Linked DNA regions of Sus scrofa: region 2 is linked to region 1. The links are chromatin contacts, called in public Hi-C maps. All regions are on one chromosome and are shown on one strand. Each heading gives the region's core, a stretch centred on a gene start, on an enhancer-like site or on the middle of the called end of the contact. The rest is flanking DNA. Distances are from core to core; before and after follow the strand shown. Region 1 overlaps MCF2L (guanine nucleotide exchange factor DBS). Region 2 holds the start of GRTP1 (growth hormone-regulated TBC protein 1).

Region 1 (3,715 bases), core at 600-3,099:
CACTGTGCAAGGAACGTGCTCAGGCAGCCGGAGGACAGTCGACGCCCAGGTCACTCGCGGCTGTCACGCGGCCCCACGCACGTAGGCAGGTGACCAGGGTCTAACAAGGGCGTTACAGACTCGTAAGCAGCTGTGATGCACCCTCGGGCTTTGGGGTGCGTGTCTGGAAGCACGGGCAGAGACGTGGCAGTTCTAAAAGGCAAAATGCTGAATGCTCTCCTCTCGTCACGGGAACCTCAGTTCAGGGTCTCAGGACAGAACCTCCCATCAGAGCAGCGACTCCGACCCTCGGGGTCAGGGCACAGCGCCAGCGGCACGACCCCGCGCCTGTGTTTGGCTGTTCATTCGCCCCGGTAACCGTGCCCCCTGGAAGGAGGAAAACGGATCAAAAGGCTGCAGCATCGGCTGCGTTCCTTCATCTCAGATCCCTTCTAAGAAACCGGGTGAGACCATGCACACACTCGGAGGGCCTGGCGGGGCCCCGGCTGGGACGCGAGGCCGTGTCCAGCTCAGTTCTGGAGCTCGACTTGGTTTCATTCTCCGAGGCCCTGGGGCTCGCCTGCCTGTGCCCCCGGAGGCCCACACGTCAGGGTGTGTGGGCCACCCCAGACTCGAGCCTGGATCCGGGCCTCCAGAGGGACCCTCCCCACAGAAAGTCGCGCGCTGGAAGGGCTGCAGGGACGGGAACGGCCCTGTGGAGACTCCGCCTGGCAGCGTGGGGCAGGGGCTGGGTCCCAGAGTCAGCTACCTGGCTCAAGTCCCAGCTTGGCTACTTCCAGGTGGGTGACTTGGAGAAATCACTGCTCACACCCTGCCTCGGTCTCCCCGTCTGTAAATGGGGCCCGCAATGCTCTTCCATCCCTGGGTCGTTCTGAGGGTTAAATACGTGGACATGGTTAGAGCAGCGCCTGGCACGTGGTACCCACCGTGTCCACATTAACAAGCGTGTAATACCCATAGTCAGCCACAAAAGCCAGGACACGCTGCTGGCCGTGTCCCCGGGTTCAGGGTGTCCTAGGGGCCCTGGGCTCCCCTGACCCATGGTGGCGAGGCCCGGCAGGGATGCAAGGTTGCCTGTGGGTCCATTTATCCAGCGCGTGTCTGAGCCTCCATGTCCGAGGCCCAGGTCATGGCCGTGTCCCCTTGATGCCGAGGTCTGAGGAAGCAAGGCCCCCAGACGGCGCTGGCTCGGCAGGCACAGAGGTCCCAGTGGGTGTGACACAGCGCAGCTCTACGGGTCCCAGGACCACCTCCTCACACAAGCCGGCAGATACGAGCAAAGCTGGGTGCCCGACCTGCAGCAGCACACAGACCCAGGAGCCTGGCACCCCCCTCCTGAGGCCCAGCTCCCCCAAACCAGAGTCTGGGGGTGGGCAACGCGGGGAGAGGCTCAGGCCACGGAGAACGGTGGTCAGAGGGGACCAGCCTCCACGCGGCCTCTGTGGATTCCAGATGAGGCCGGCGGATCAGGAGGGTCGGAGGAAGGGTGACAATTAAAGAGGCTCCACCAACAGCGTTTCAGTGTTTGCTCTCTTACTTCGCTTTTCCTTTTCTAGTTTTTAAACATTTTTAACAGCCACGCCCACAGCCTACGGAGGTGCCTGGGCCAAGGACTGAATCCGAGCCACAGCCGCGACTTAGGTCAATGCTGGATCCTTGAACCCACTGCGCCAGGCTGGGCATGGAACCCCCGCCCCTGCAGCAACTTGAGCCACCGCAGTCAGGTTCTTAACCCACTGCGCCAGGCGGGACCGCCTCACACATTCCCTTTTTAAACGGCTTAACCGGGGACACGGCTGAGATGCTCGAACCGCACCATTAATGAGTTCAGCGCCGAGTCCGCATGACGTGAGCGCGTGGGGACAGGCACAGCCCTCACACCGAGCTCCCTGTGGCCCCTTCACTGTGGTAAGAACGCGTGAGCCCTGCCCTGACATGGTTTTACGTGCACGGAGCAGAGCTCTCAGCCTGGGCGCTGGGCAGATCCTGAACCCCACCCTCCACCCCCCTGGCACCGAGGCCCCTCCGCCCGCCAGGGGTCAGCTGCTCCTCAGGACACAAGCTGCGCCCCAGACCTGCGTGTAACTGTCGCCTGCCGGGCTCTCCCTGGAGGTGGATGGGACGTTTGAGTGGAGAGGAAGCCGCTAACAATAGGGCTGCGATGGGACCGATAAGGGGCCTTTTCTGAGCGGCACCAGGCGGGGCGGGCAGACGGCTGTTTACACTCCGGCGCTGCAGGACTTTGGTCCAAAACCACAAACACTGGAGGACGCGCCAAGCTGTAATTAGGAAGTGGGTTTATTCCTTTGTTTAGAAAATTAATAGTAATACATTTAAATTTGATTTTAGCCTACGTTTTCCGATTCTCCGCACCCCAAATCCGCAAAACAGAAACGGCCCGGAGGAGGGGCTCGGGCGCAGGTTCTGCAGGACCCGGGTCCCTGGGCCCAGAGCCTCTGGGCTGGGACGCGGGAGAGGCGTCCTGAGGAAAACGGGCTTCCTCACGTCTCTCCCCAGGGACCCGGCAGGAAAAGACGACGCAGGAAGCGCCTCATGGCCGAGCCCTCCAGGAAACAAACCCGGAGGCCGGTGTGTATGTGAAACGCACCAAGTGACACCAGCAGCACCGACCACCGTGGGGCAGCGGGGGAGGGCGGGGAGGGCAGGGGGCTCACGCCCAGCCCCTGCCGAGGCTCCCATGGGAGCAGTGGCCGTGGCCTTGGAATCGCGGGGCCTCCTCCTCCTTTGTCTGGTGCCGACTGTTTACACACGCACCCGATCCAATCTCAGAAATGTCATTTATTCAAGCCTTAACTTAGAGGCAGTGTTTTCCAAGCGCACCATCAAGGTCACTGAAACTGGGTTAACCTACCTGGACATCTACTTAAGCATGAAGGTCGGGAGTTCCCGTTGTGGCGCAGTGGTTAACAAATCCGACTAGGAACCATGAGGTTGCAGGTTCGAGCCCTGGCCTCGCTCAGTGGGTTAAGGACCCGGCGTTGCTGTGAGCTGTGGTGTAGGTTGCAGACGCAGCTCGGATCCCGCGTTGCTGTGGCTCTGGCGTAGGCCAGTGGCTACAGCTCCGATTCGACCCCTAGCCTGGGAACCTCCATGTGCCGTGAGTGCAGCCCAAGAAATGGTAAAAAAAAAAAAAAAAGTAACTCTGGGGACATGCAACTCTGCAGCGAATCCTTATTTTAAGCCAGTCAAGGTCAAAGCTACCTGAAAGGAAGGCTCCCTCCCTCCTTCCCACTTCAAGCACGACGCCGCACCTTGGCAGAGCCCTTCCAATGCAGCACGTGTGTGGGAGCTTCCTGGCAGTGAGTAAAGAGGGCTGGGGATTAATTTCCTTTTTTAAAAAGACAACACAGAGTCACGGGCAGCTATAAGAAATAATCCAGAGAGGTTTCTCCCCCCACCCCAACGATACAAGGTGCAGAACGACAGCAGGATGTCACAACTCAGACACGGACGCCAACACAGCCACACTCAGGCCTCCCCATCACCACACGGTCCCCTCCCGGACACCCGCCTCCCCCACCCCCTCCTGAACCCTGGCGAGCAGGCGTCTGTCCTCCACCTCCATAGAGTCGTCACTTCAAGAATGTTCTCTAAATGCTCATAACCTCATGGGATTGGCCCTCACTCAGCCTGACTCCGGGACGCGCCCGGGGGTTTCGTGAACCTGCTTGACGAGCAGTTCGCGTCCCCGGAG
Region 2 (4,257 bases), core at 259-2,758, 210 kb before region 1:
TGGGAGGTTTTCCCAGAGCAACAGGGGGCATCTGGGGTCGTGCTCAGCAGACCACCAATTCCGTAGAGTCTCCCGCGGAAACGGACAGACACAGGGCCGGACGTGCCCAAACGACCTCCAGGCTCCTTGCTCAGTCCTGAGATGGAACGTTCCTGAAAAACCCATGTCAGGAGCAGGCTGTTCACGACAGCCCAGGTGGCCTTGCGGCGGACACTGGCAGAACCGTCTCCACCACACCTGCCATAGGTGTGTGTTGCAAGAGAGCACGTCTGGAGTTCGAGAAAGGCATCTTCCCCAAAGGGCCTGGCCCTGGGGGCTGGGCTTCCTGCACAGGGACGGTGTCCTTCCGCTTTGCCTGGTTTGCTGACTGTCCTGAATCCGTTTTCTAGAAAGGACCCTTGGGAGGTGGAAGGCTGAGGCCACAAAAGCACCTCCTATCTTCAAGAACCTTAACTTCTCAGGCAGTTTGGGCAATTTCTCCACGGCCTCCTAAATATGGCAAGCAGTTGGTGTGTGGTCTTCATGCCACGATATCGAAATGTCCAGACAGGGTGATGATGACCGACCAGGAGAAGCCACCGTTCAAAGCCAGGCCGCCCTGCAGTACCCAAGGAGACGGTGGACACGCCCTCAGAGCAAAAGGCATTTCTGTTCCTTCGGAGGCAGCCAGAGTCGCCTCGTGCTCCCGAACAAAAGTGGGAAGAGGTGGCGGAGGAGGAAGCCCCCGCTTCTGCCTTCTTTGGGGAGCAGCAGACGTCTGGGGTGTTAACCCCAAGTCACTCCAGCTGGCAGCCCTGCAGGGCGCGCCACGGTCTACCTGCGGGCTGGGGCCGCCACATCCAGCAGCACTTTGGCAGCCCCGGCTCCAAGGCCTGGCCCCTGGTTGGAGGCTGGAAGAAGGCACGGGGTGGGGGGGTGGGGGACCGGACCCCTCCCGCCAGAGTCAGATGTCCCCGGGGAGGGGCTGCGGGGATTAGGAATGAAGAGAAGGCTGAAGGAGAGAGAGCAAGGGAAAAAATCTTTTTCTGCCCAATGAATATTAAAACAGCGGTCACGGGTCAGAACTCTGGCCTTTGGACCTGCGCGGTTCTGAGGTTCAAAAGGCTGTCGCAAGAATCCACAGCAAATTCATCGCCAACCTTTGCTCCAGGCCCGGAGGCCCCGGGAGGCCCTTGGGTGGGGCGCAGGGGTGGTCCCCGCCGCACCTGCTCAGCCAGCTTTGCCAGGCTGAGCTCCATTCCCGCCCCCGGGCCCCCCATCCCCCATCCCACCGGCCTCCTCCCTCCTGCCTGCGGACCGGGCGGCCTGCAGGGCTGCGGCCCCTCCCAGGCTCCCGGCTCCAACAGTCCCGGTCGCCGCCCTGCGCAGGGGCGGCAGGAGCAGGTGCAGCCTCCGCTCTCCCCCTCCCCCCCCGCCCCTCCGCTCCCTCGCCAGCCCCGCCCCGCCCCGCCCTCCCCTCCTCTCCCATTCCCACCCCTCCCTCCCCATTCCCCTCCCCTCCCCTCGCCCCAGTCCCGCCTCCCGGCGCCCGCGGCCCGGCGGAAGGACGCGAGCCGCCGGGAGTCCCGGGAGTCCCGGGAGGTGGACTTGGCACCGCGGGCCCGCGCCCCGGCGCCCCTGCCGCCCTCCCCGCATGGAGACCGCGGGGCGCGCGCAGGCGGCGCGGGACCGCGTCCCCAGGTAGGCGCGCGGGCGCGGGTGCGGATCCGGTGCGGTGGTGCCCGCGCCTGCGCGCCCCTGGGCTGCGTGCGCGCCCGCGCTCGGCCCGTCGCCCCCTCCTGCGCCCCCGACGCGGGCCCGCAGCTCCGCACGGCAGGTCCCCGTCCCAAGTGCGCGCGGAGCTTTACTCCGGGCCTCCTTGTGCCGTAGGGTTGATCCGTACGGGTTTGAAGGCCTGAAGACTTTGATTATGCAGCTTATGAAGAGTTTTTCTCCGCCTACCTGGTGATACTCACCAGAAGAGCCATAAAATGGTCCAAACTTCTCAAGGGAGGCGGTGGTGTCCAGAAGAGTATGACGGGTGAGTTCGGAGCCTGAGCGCCCCCCCACTCCCCGGAGCTCAAGTCACAGCCGAGGGTGCCCCCGGGGGTCGGGGTTCCTGGGGGAGGCGGCCGGGAAGCCCTTTGACGCAGGAGTTGCGGGCTCACAGCTGAGGCCGATGCGCCTGTGCAGGAAGCGAGGGCTTCCTATCTTCCCTTCGAGATGGATGGCGACCATGGCCTTCTTTCCAGAAGAAACCTGATTTCCCGCTCCTCAGGATGAGCGTGGCCGCGGCTCTGCGCTTGCACACCTCTGGACTGAGCGCCCCGCCCGCTCCGAGTGAGAGGCGGGTCCTTAGTGGACCCGCACCTCTTCCTCCGCCCACGGTGCCGGCTCCCGGCCTCATGCCTCCTGAAGCCCTCGGGCCCTCTCGTCACACCTCACAGGCCCGCACTTCTGCCTTCTTGCCTGTCTCCTGCTCCTGTCTATGCAGCCTTTCGCTTACTTATTTTATCCTTGGTTCCTGCCTGCCTGCGGGATTGGGAGCGATCGCTGCAGTGTTTGTTGAATGAATGAACGCACGAAGGGGTTGCCCGCACTGTTGCCCATGCTGCCTAGACAGAGGCCAGACTAGGGGCACCTGCCCGGCAGGTGGTGAGGGCAGACGTGTGCCCAGGAGGTCAGGGGGCTCAAGCAGAGGGGCAGAGGGCGGAGGGGGCTTCCGCACATGACGACCCACGAGGGACTGAGCTGTGTGAGGGAGCAGGAGAGTGTTGGGAGGAGGTCTGGCGCGGAGCTGAGGCCCTGCCCGGGCACAGGTGGGCAGACGGCCGGCCCGCGACCAGGCAGAGAGCAGTCAGTTTTTAAGCAAGGGGGCGACAGGTCAGTTTTTGCTTTTAAAGAGGTTGGTGGATAGATCCCAGAGGGCCGGCCTCAGCCGCAGGCCGTGTCTGGGAAATACCGGAGGGACTGGTGTGGGCAGGTTCGCCCCGGCCTCTCCCTCTGCCAGGGCTGTGACTGCCAGGAGAGCTTAGTAAAACACCCGTAAGGGAACGCTTCCTAAGTCAGCCTGCGGGGACCTCAGAGGTGGGACGTCCTGGCGTCCAGAGCCCAAAGCCGAGGTCCTGGTGAAGGTGGCGTCCCCAGCGCTGCTCCTTCATGTTAACCTGTTCCCTGCGGCGCCTCTGCCTTCGTATTGCCCTGTGTGATCTGATTTTAAACGTTTCCTACTGGTGTGTAAAAACAAACACAATTTTTGCACATGATGAAACATCTTAGTTGCGCAAAGACGTGGCATGTCGTTGCGTTTCCCTCCTGCGCAGGCCCCGGTCCCATGAGCCGACCCCCAGTGCCTGTCCCATGTCCCCTCCCAAGAACGGGGTGCCCTTGGGTGCAGTTGCGTTAATGCAGGAGAAGCCCCGTGTCCACGTGGACCCAGAGGTCAGGGCGTGCATGCAGGGAGTCACGGGCCCGCGCACTTTTGTTTTTGCGGAAAACACGGGGCCTGCTCCTTCCCCTTTGGTTTTGTCGTGAGTCTGTCCTGTCGTTGGTGGGCCCACCAGTTTACCTCAGGCCTTGTGTCTGCTGTCCAGCGTCGGGGTCCCCCCAGGTGGGCCGAGAATAACAGCAGTCCGGATCCGGAACCCTTCCCAATCTTCATTGTTTTTTGCGTGCGGAGGTTCCCAGGCCCGGGACTGGACCCGCCCCGCAGCCGCGGCAACGCGGGGCGGGTCCCCCATCTTCCCTCTTGTCGGGCTCCTTTGGAGAGGTTTTGCTGTTGCTTTTCTGGAGCGCCTGTCTCTGTCTGCTCTTTCTGAAAATTTAACTGGGTTTTATGGACGTCGTCATCACTGCTTTTGTGCTTTCATTTTTTTGCTTATGTAACATTTGTTCGGCTGTGTAGTTATGGCAACGAGTATGGTTGGCATGACAGGTTTAGGAACAAATACATTTGATTCCTAGTGAGCCCTTGGCCTGGAGATGGGATTCAGTGTCGAGGTGAACGGGAGAGCGTGGTGGCCTGACGTTCTTCCAGGAAATGGGGACACGGATTCATCTGGCCAGAGGGTGTGGGCCTCCCCAGTTCCGTGGTCCAGGCTGTCGAGCGGGAGCTTAGCGTGGTTTCCGGGTGTGACGGCCAGAGAGCCTGTGGCACCCATGGCGCCTGAGAGAGGCAGTAACAGGAGTGGACGTGCTATCCTGGAAATGGGAGTCCAACTTTTCCCTGCCGGACTTTGGAGGCTGACTGTAGCGTGGTCGGGTGTGTGGTTGTAAGTG

The links. Hi-C and Micro-C count contacts between places; a contact is called where the count stands out from the background.
Region 2: a contact with region 1 is called in a Hi-C map of liver, with 4 times the contacts expected there. The contact joins the promoter of GRTP1 here to the enhancer-like site in region 1. A contact is called at or near these places in 13 of 47 Hi-C or Micro-C datasets (alveolar macrophages, blood, embryonic fibroblasts and 8 more) and 2 of 2 datasets of contacts at active chromatin or transcription factors (alveolar macrophages and skeletal muscle).

Annotation. Positions count from the first base shown.
Region 1 is chr11:78,422,810-78,426,524 of Sscrofa11.1, reverse strand. All of the region lies in intron 3 of MCF2L (guanine nucleotide exchange factor DBS), which reads right to left. Among named protein-coding and RNA genes, the nearest start is that of MCF2L, 17 kb to the right of the region's middle. Within about 2 kb of position 1,849, at least 11 of the 83 cell types and tissues checked have an H3K27ac peak or open chromatin away from gene starts, as enhancers often do. A contact at or near this core is called in liver, retroperitoneal adipose tissue and skeletal muscle, where this site is marked.
Region 2 is chr11:78,634,753-78,639,009 of Sscrofa11.1, reverse strand. It overlaps GRTP1 (growth hormone-regulated TBC protein 1), which reads left to right and starts at 1,508. Exons shown (of 9, transcript XM_021065974.1): 1 at 1,508-1,680; 2 at 1,870-1,886; 3 at 1,889-2,020. The coding sequence starts at 1,634.